Regions from separate parts of the Rattus norvegicus genome. Here region 1 is linked to region 2. Evidence: chromatin contacts called from public Hi-C data. All regions are on one chromosome and are shown on one strand. Each heading gives the region's core, a stretch centred on a gene start, on an enhancer-like site or on the middle of the called end of the contact. The rest is flanking DNA. Distances are from core to core; before and after follow the strand shown.

Evidence for each region. A called contact is a pair of places that touch in the nucleus more often than the background predicts.
Region 1: a contact with region 2 is called in a Hi-C map of psoas muscle, with 4 times the contacts expected there. The contact joins the promoter of Nr4a3 here to the enhancer-like site in region 2. A contact is called at or near these places in 2 of 12 Hi-C or Micro-C datasets (frontal cortex and psoas muscle).

The regions. Positions count from the first base shown.
Region 1 is chr5:67,154,915-67,159,386 of GRCr8, forward strand. It overlaps Nr4a3 (nuclear receptor subfamily 4, group A, member 3), which reads left to right and starts at 2,284. Exons shown (of 8, transcript NM_031628.2): 1 at 2,284-2,806. It overlaps LOC134478966 (a long non-coding RNA gene), which reads right to left and starts at 2,232. Exons shown (of 2, transcript XR_010051797.1): 1 at 1-2,232.
Region 2 is chr5:66,679,103-66,683,301 of GRCr8, forward strand. No RefSeq gene overlaps it. Among named protein-coding and RNA genes, the nearest start is that of Sec61b, 110 kb to the left of the region's middle. Within about 2 kb of position 2,934, at least 10 of the 93 cell types and tissues checked have an H3K27ac peak or open chromatin away from gene starts, as enhancers often do.

The sequences.
Region 1 (4,472 bases), core at 1,034-3,533, 480 kb after region 2:
ACTCCTCCGTGACGTCCGGGATGGGTATCCCCGGCTCTCAGGAAGTGGCGGCCGCCGGCAGCTCCGCCCCCTCGCGAGTCAGGGCTGGCCCGGCAGTCTCCGTGGCGGGACCTGGCCCAGAGGCTTGCAGAGCCCGGGGCGAGCAGTTGGGGGGTACCGCGCTGGGCCATGAGAGCGCGCGCGCCATAGGCAGCGCGCCTCGCTCGCGCCCGCGCCTCCCTTCCAGCCCCCTACCCTCGGCCCCCAGTTGCCCAGCACCAGACCGGGTCGAGCCGAGTACAAGATGGCGACTCTGCAGTCCGCTCTCCGGGCCGAGTCGGGGCGCCCCTTGGTGCGGCGCGCGCGCGCGCCCGACGCCCCACTAAAAATAGCCGGGACCCGTCTATATTTGGTTCGCCGGATCCCGGCGCGGACGCGCGCGTCCCACCCCGCCCCGCCCCACGCCGTGCCGCGCTGAATGGAGACGGGAGGGGGTGACCGAGGGGAACCTACTCCGCTATCTGCCGCGCGCGCCGCCGCCTGGGCCCGGCCAACCGCCCAATTTAGTAACATCGCCTGCGTCAATCACGCGCCTCGCGTGCGTCAGCGCCGCGCGGCTCCAGGTCCTGCTCCCCCAACCCCCAGCCTTTGAATGGATTCAATGTAGGAGCGCCCTCCTTCTTTCTGGGCTAGGATGGGAACGCACCCGCAGCCAGGGGGCTCGGTTCCTCTGGGCTGGGACAACTTTCCGAGCGTCCTCTCACGGTCTTAAGCACACCAGCCTGCTAAAGTGAAAGTGGAGGCGTAGACTTAGAGAGGCACACTATGCACGTGTTGTTTTGTTTTCGAGTTTCTGGTCCCAGTTCGAACCTTCTTCGATTCTGGGGCATGTGCTATGACTAGGGGATCCTCTTCCCCCAACTTTGCCACCCACAGGCTCAAGTCAAAAAAAAAAAAAATGCCACTTGGGATTCTAGCAGACCACCAGAGACCGCGTCTGTCTGAGTTGTTTCATTCAAACATTTCCTTCGTAAAACAATCATTTCTGAGAGAGGTTACTTTCACTTAGTAGCCACCTTTGGAACTAAGAGTTCCAAACTCGAACATGTTTTGGTTTTGTTTGTCTGGTTTGCTTTGTTTTCAGCAAGAAAGTGACATCCTAAATTCATTTCCAGGAAGAAATCGCTGTCCCTTATACAGTCGCCCAGACTTTCTGCATACTTGGAAGACAAATGGGCCATAGGAAAGATCCCCTAGAGACCGCTTAATGAATCCTGTTGATTGATTTTGAAATATTTCATTTGAGAGATGGAAGGGGAGGCGTCTACGACCCTCAAAAAAAGTGAAAGTGCGAGTTCCAAGTGTGACCCGGTGCAGGGGAGGAGTAGAGGATCTGTTTAACAGTCAGACTCACTCAGCTGTTCAACACGTGTGGTGTGTTTGTTTTATATATAGTTTCTCGTGCAGCGCGCGCGTGGCTCGATGTGCATTTCTTTGGATTATAAAGTGTCCAGTAAAGAACACCACACCATAAGTGTAAAGAAATAAAATCTTGTCCCTGGAGCGGTCTGCATCCTAGGGCGAAACACCAACAGCAGACAGGAGGAAGAGGCAAATTAGCCTAGGCGCAAAGGGCCAGAGAGACGTAAACAGCCTTAGAACCACTGCATGAGGAAAGCACAGCTGCACCTCAGGGAGTCTTCGGGCTGGTGCCAGACTCCTTCAGCAGTGACTGCCAGGTCACTCGGAGAAGCTGGCTGGCGTAGCCTTCCCTTTCGGAAGAGCTGTCCTCTCTCTTACCCCCTCGACCTGGCTAGGTGCCTCGGGGCAGCCTCGGAGGCGAGCCAGCAGCACTCCTCCAACTCTACTCCACCCGGAGCCTGACAGCTGGGCGGTCCCGCCTGACCCGCGGGCGGGCTGCGGCACCCTCCGGTAGACCGGCGCCCTGGCAAGCAGCTCCGGTGCAGAGGGGTTGGCGGCGCGAATCTGAGAAGCCTCAGGGCTGTGGTCCGCAGCTCCCCGCGGTTTCCATTGTGCGTCCCTGAGAATGGCCGGGGAACGCGCGTGAGCGCGCGCGCGAACACACACACACACACACACACACACACACACACACACACACACACACACACACCCTCGCACACGCGGAACCGGCTGGGCCAGGGGAGGGAGGAGGAGGGTGACGTAGCGTCCCATGGCGTCACATTGACGTCTCGCATTCCAGGCACTCTATGGAGAGGCCGCTAGGGCTCCTGTGGCATAAATGACGTGCCGAGAGAGCGAGCGAACGCGCAGCCGGGAGAGCCGAGTCTCCTGCCTCCCGCCCCCCACCCCTCCAGCGCCTGCTCCTCCTCCGCTCCCCATACACAGACACGCTCACACCCGCTCCTTCACTTGCACACACAGACACACGCGCGCTCACACGCTCCGCACACACACTCCACTCTCTCCCGCGCGCTCACACCCCTCTCTCTCGGCGCCCTCGCCGGTGTCGCGCCGCGCCGCGCCGCGCCGCAGCCGGACGCCCCTCCAGGGCTCACTTTGCAACGCTGACAGAGCGGGCAGTGGCCGTGGAGGTGGGAAACGTGGCGACATCCTAGCCCCTGGTCGCAGCCGGAGACTGGACGCCTGCGGAACCTCTCGGCGGCGCTCTCCCATGAGTTGGGATCGCAGCATCCCCAGCCAGCCGCTGCTCACCGCCTCTGGGAGCCGCTGGGTTTGTGCACCGCAGCCCTTCCGGGACAGCAGCTGTGACTCTCCCCCAATCCAGATTTCGGGGTCGCTCTCTAGAAACTCGCTCTAAAGACGGAACCTCCACAGAACCCAAGTACGTACAATATGCCCAGTTAATATGGGGACTTGCTTAAAAGTTGGCGCGCTGGGAAGTGTCGCTCCTGAAATTGACAACTTTTAATGTGGGGCTCCCCCCCCCCGCCGCCTCCCCTCTCAGGCTTTGCTCCCCAGGCGAGCGGTGGGCTCCAATCTGAAACTTTTCCCCTGTAGCTGGCCCTCGGGGACTCTGGAGCTTGTGAGATTCTTCTCCCCACCCAAAGAGGCGAAAAGCCTCTAACAAAGAGGAGGACCTGGATTTGTGCTATAGCTGCTCCAGCGTTGTAATTCAGGGTATTTCGGCTCTAGTTGTCATGGTAATGATGCTCTCGGCGGCGGCGGCGGCGGCGGCGGCGGCGGCTGCGGCAGAGAGTTGGAGCCCCGGTGATGAACGGCAGTAATTTTCCTGCCTTTTAAGTGGGATTGAAAATAGGGACTCTGGTGGGTCCGAGTTAATGTGTCTAATGGTGAAATGAAGCTGGTTGTCTGGGAGAAAGCCTAGGAGGGACACTGCCTGGGCAGCAGCGGCCAGAGTTTGCAGAGGCGCTGGAGGAGCTCAGCAAAGAGGGTGTAATTGTAGGAATGCGGCTTATTGTATTGAAATGAGCCCGGGGCTCCACTAGGCACGTCTGCCAGGCGTCGCCGACTTGCTGGTTTACACTTTTCCCCACGGAGGTAATCGGGTGTAATTGCCGACTCTCGCGCCCCGACACGCGTGGGGACGGCGTCCCTCTTCTCCGGGCCTTGACTGGTGTGGGAAAGGCTTGTGTTACTACTTTTCAATGCGCTTTCGGAGAAGTTGCTCCGAGTGTTTTTATTCTTGGTAAGGAGGAAAGTTCTCGATGAAAAAGAGAGCTGAGAGGCAGAGCTCAGTCTGCGGAGACTGGCTTTCAAAGGCACTTTCTCGAACCTGTTGGAGGCTTCCGGCAGTCAGGAGGGAGCTCATGATCATTGGTCCCTTGATTTCCAAGAACGTTCTTGGAGGTGGCCTTTTGTTTATGTGCCCGGGTTCTCCCGAGGGAAGAGCCGCGGGGAGTGTGGTCATCAGTACTCTCGAGCTGCTTATCCTTGGGCCTTGGAGTGCTGGGAGAGAGGTTACAGGGTTCGGTTCAGCCATTCCTTCGCTATTCCAATTCCGGAGCTCCTTTCCCAACAATCGGGAAATGTTTCTCACAGAACCAAGTTAGAGAAAGAAAAGCTGCCCAACGCGCATACTGAATACAATGAATGAAATTACTTTATTGGAGTTGTTTTAACGCAGCAAGATACGCATTAACGTGAACGCCAAAGACTGCCCGGGCCACCACTCCCTCCACAGGCGCCCCCAGCCCCCCCCCCCCAATCCTGGACCCAGCGCTGGCTCACAGAAATTCTCCCCCGGGGTTTGTCTCAGCTCCCTCGGTCTTTCTGAGAATCTCTGTCTTTCCCTTTCTGCCGGTCTCTTCTCCACCTCTCTTGCCCCCGCCCAACCTCCGCCCCCGCTCCCCATTGGAAACTCCGCGGAGGAGCCCGGGTCACAATGGTGTGTTTCACGGTTTCCTCCACACACTTCACCACGGGGAGAGGAACACGGGGGTGTTCCCTTCGTCTGCCCCGGAGAAAGAAAGGGGCTTTGACAGAGGTAGTTATTTCTTCCTAATTTACAACCCCGAGGCTCTGTACTC
Region 2 (4,199 bases), core at 1,684-4,183:
GGCTATGTGAAGTGAACCCCGGTCTAAAGAGGGAAGCTGTCAGAGAGATACCTCCTGCTGCTTCTTTCCTTTTGCAAGCAGTGTGCTCTCTCTTAGCGAATGATTCAAGAACTTTCTAGGTGCTGAGGAAGCAACACCATGAGATCAACCACATCTCTTTGGCAACTTTTGGGGGTAGTGGTACTTTGCGTGCTACCTGTTTCATACCTCCATCCCCCCCAAGATTACAGTGTTTTAGCATTCCAATAAAGACCCCAAATTGGAGTTCTTGCCTTGGGCTTTGATTTCTAGAGGACCTGAGCCAAGCATGGGCTTATATTCAATATCTCTAAGGGCTCCTTTGGCTCTGATACAATTTGTACTAAATCCCATTTATTATGTACCTCATGGGGATTGTTTCCTGAGATATACTAAAGGTTTCTTTTTGGTGATAATTCAGATTAGATCAGTGGAAGATGTTATGATAATTTGAATACTGTTTATTAATATTTGTACGTAGGGCTTTAAGTTATACACTTCACAAACGTTATTTGATCTTTACTCACAAGTTTATTAGCTGTAGTCTCTTAATTTTATACAGAAAAGACTAAAGTTTAGGAAGGTGAGACACTTCCTGCATTGCACAGGGGCTCAAGTCAGGAAATAAAACCAGATCTGGCAGGTTCCAAAGACCAGAGAAAGTCCTGGGGAATTACTCATCATTTGCTGACACCTAGGGATGCTCGTCGAAATAAACCAATGAGGTCAAAGCAAGCCATTTGAGATTGTCCTGGCTGACAGAATGGTGCAGCCCAAAGGGGAAGGTGGGGGGAGGGCAGGACGTGGGAATCTGGAGACGATCTCTTCATCTTCATAACGTAAATGAGAAAGGCATCTAAATATCCCCTTTTCTGTATGAGGGAGATCTGAGAAAACCATGAGGTCTTACGTGTGTAGGTGGTCAACTCTTCCCATCTTCATGCCGAGCATTGCTAAGCACTAGGTGGGAATCCTGCTTTTGTATGCTTCATGACTAGCCTGAGGTGTGTCAGAAGCCTACAGAGCCTCTTCTGGACCTGGGGACAGCCTTTGGTTTCTCACACTGAACCACTCTGAGTTACTCCTTGTTCTTTCAGTACTCTTTTCTATCCTCCTTCTTTGCATGTGTGTGTGTGTATGTATGTGCATGTGTGTGTGTATGAGTGTGTGTGTGTGTGTGTGTGTGTAATGAGTGCCCATGTGTATGAGTACTTGCATGTGTGAGTATTTATGTATGTCCCCTTCACTGTTATTTATTTAATTAGAAATTTAACTTTTTTTCCATTTGTGTCTTAAGAGATGATGCACAACTTATTTCTTTACAAGGAAAATAATAATGCCTCCTAAACAATCAGAAGTCACAAAATTATAATGTAAAAATCTTTAATTTTGTATATGTGTCCAGGAAATGATGTAAGGTGCTTGATTTAGTAACGTTACCTCTTCTGTTCTTTGTTATCTTTATCCTAAATGAAGCCAAGTTTCTCTGCCACTATTACTGACTGAGACAGGAGCTCTTTTTTTTAAATTTTTAATTAAAAATATTAGATTTTATTTATTTACGTTTCAAACATTATCCCCTTTCCAGGTTTCCCCTCTGCAAACCCCTTATCCCATCCCCTCTTACCCTATTTCTATGAGAGTGCTCCCCCACCCACCTCCCCATCCCTCCCTCCCCACTCTGGCATTCCCCTACATGGGGGCATCGTGCCTTCACAGTACCAAGGGCCTCCCCTCCCATTGATGCCAGATAAGACCCCTTCAGCTCCTTCAGTCCTTTCCCTAACTCCTCCATTGGGGTCCCTGTGATCAGTCGAGCATCCGCGTCTGTATTGGTTATGATCTGGCAGAGCCTCTCAGGAGACAGCTGTATCAGGCTCTGAGACAGGAGTTCTTGCTGAACCTGGAGTTTGATGATTCTGGCTAGTCTAATTAGCCAGATTGCCCTGGGGATCTCTCTCTCTCTCTCTCTCTCTCTCTCTCTCTCTCTCTCTCTCTCTCTCTCTTCCTCCCCAAGGATTCTGGGGAGCTGTCCTCTGGTCCTCATACTTTCAGGGCAAGTGCTTACTTACTCCACTGTGTGGTCTCCCTAGCCATCTTGCCTTTTGTTGATGCAGCTGACATTACATCTCTCCTCTGCATTGTCTTCAGTTCCCCAAGTATCTTCTGTCATTGAGGGCCAGGAGTGCCCCTCACCACATGACCAGGGGAAGACCAGTGATCAGACAACAGTTCTCACTGTTTAAGTTCTCCTCTGTGCTGGGAAGAGAAGCTGTATACTGGGGGAGCCCAGTTTGGTGGCAGAGTCTGACACACAACCATTCCAGCATCTACCCTGGATGAGGCTACAGCAGAGTGGCTTTGTGGAGGATGTGCGACAGCTACAAAGGAAATGTCCTCTTGTAGGAACAGTTCCCAGATGAGTACCATTGTGCTGGAGTTGGATTTTGTTGTTGTTGTTGAATTTAGTTTGAGGAATGTTCATACAGATGGCATCTTTTGTACGTGTCTTTTTCCTGTTCTCCAAGGCCCCAGTGTCTGACTTTCTGCCTCCCCATGAGCTACACTGCCTACGTAGTCTCACTCAACATCTTGGACTCAAGCTCTTTGCTCTCAGGGGCTCTGGCTGTGGTTGGCTGTGGTTGGCTGCGGTGAACCCAGAACGAACAGCTCTGTCTACTTCTACTTCAGGCCAGTAAGGGACCTAATTCCCTCTGGGGCACACTACATGGTGTCAGGAGACTCCTGGAAGGATTCCCACCTCGAGATCAGCTTCGACAGAGCCGTCCAAGGCGGCTGGCACTCAGTCCCTCAGCCCAACTGTCTGCCAAGCCATTGCTTGGAGGGACAAGTCAGCTCAGGAGGTCTGCCAGGGAAAGAGTACCAGGTCAGGGACAGAGGGCAAGTGGTGGCAGCTGGAACCCATGTGACTGCTGGAGGCTATGTGTGTGTGTGTCACAGGGCAGAACTGGCCACTGCCTCCTGCCTTGGCTCCATGTGAAAAGCTGTCACACGACTTGACTTCTCTGCGGGAGTCTTTGTTGGGGGTCTGGAGAGGCGGATGGGAGAGAAGGGGAAGTGATTTTAGGATCCATGCTGGAAATAAAAAACATACTTGTGAATCACAAGCCGTTGCTCACAGGACAGCGCTGGCTTTGCCAGTGCAGAAATCAGGCTTTGGGCAGACAGACAAACCTGTCCCTGATTTTGTTATGATTAGAATTGGATGTCTAAGAAAGGCCAAGTAGGGGGCAAGGGATCATTGTCTACCTCTCCCAACATCAATGTGCATTAAAAAGCTGCCTCATGGGGCTGGGGATTTAGCTCAGTGGTAGAGCGCTTACCTAGGAAGCGCAAGGCCCTGGGTTCGGTCCCCAGCTCCGAAAAAAAAGAACCAAAAAAAAAAAAAAAGCTGCCTCAATCTTTCCTATAAGTGTTTTCATTTTGTTAATCCCACAGTAGCCCCATTTCCCAGAGAGAAAAACAAGGGTCAGAGCCTCTCTCCTCATTCCATATTCTCCCATTTGTAGTGCTTTCAGGGTTGTATTTTCTTTTCTAGTTTTAAATTCCCAACTAAGGGTCTCCATTGACTTCTCTGTATCTTCAAATTCCTTCTTGCTGACTGGCTGTAGGAGAGGATTCTGAAGTGGCCCCACCTCTTTTAACTAGAGGTCGCAGTTGGCTAGCACTGGAGATACTGAGCAGCCATTGGTTAGCAAGGCTGGAGCCTGAGTCAGGTGTGTTCTCACGGCTGTGAGGAGGGGCTTGGCATGCCCCTTAGCAAGGACAGGAAAGCCCTGAGGGCTCCCCCAGCAGCTCCACTTACCTCAGCCCCCTCAGAGCCAAGAGCTTTATTTAGCCGCTCCGAAATCCCACAGACAGGGACAGTCCTCCTGAGCTAGTGTCCTTGCTGTGGAAGAGGACAAAAGCTCGTGAGCTGGCTTAGCCCCGGGAAGACTGCCACCTGCCTCGTGCTTGCCCACTGTTTCATCTCAAGGGCTCGCACTTTTAAAATGTTTAAAAATAACATTTAGCATATTTAATCTCGTTATGTAAGCGGGATGTATTTGGTGTAGAATAATTGGGAAACTCAGCAAAGGATAAAGCAGCACATTTAATCTTTACCACTCTCCCACCTGTCAGAAATATAAGTCCTGCTTAAATGTTAGCGTAGCGTTTCT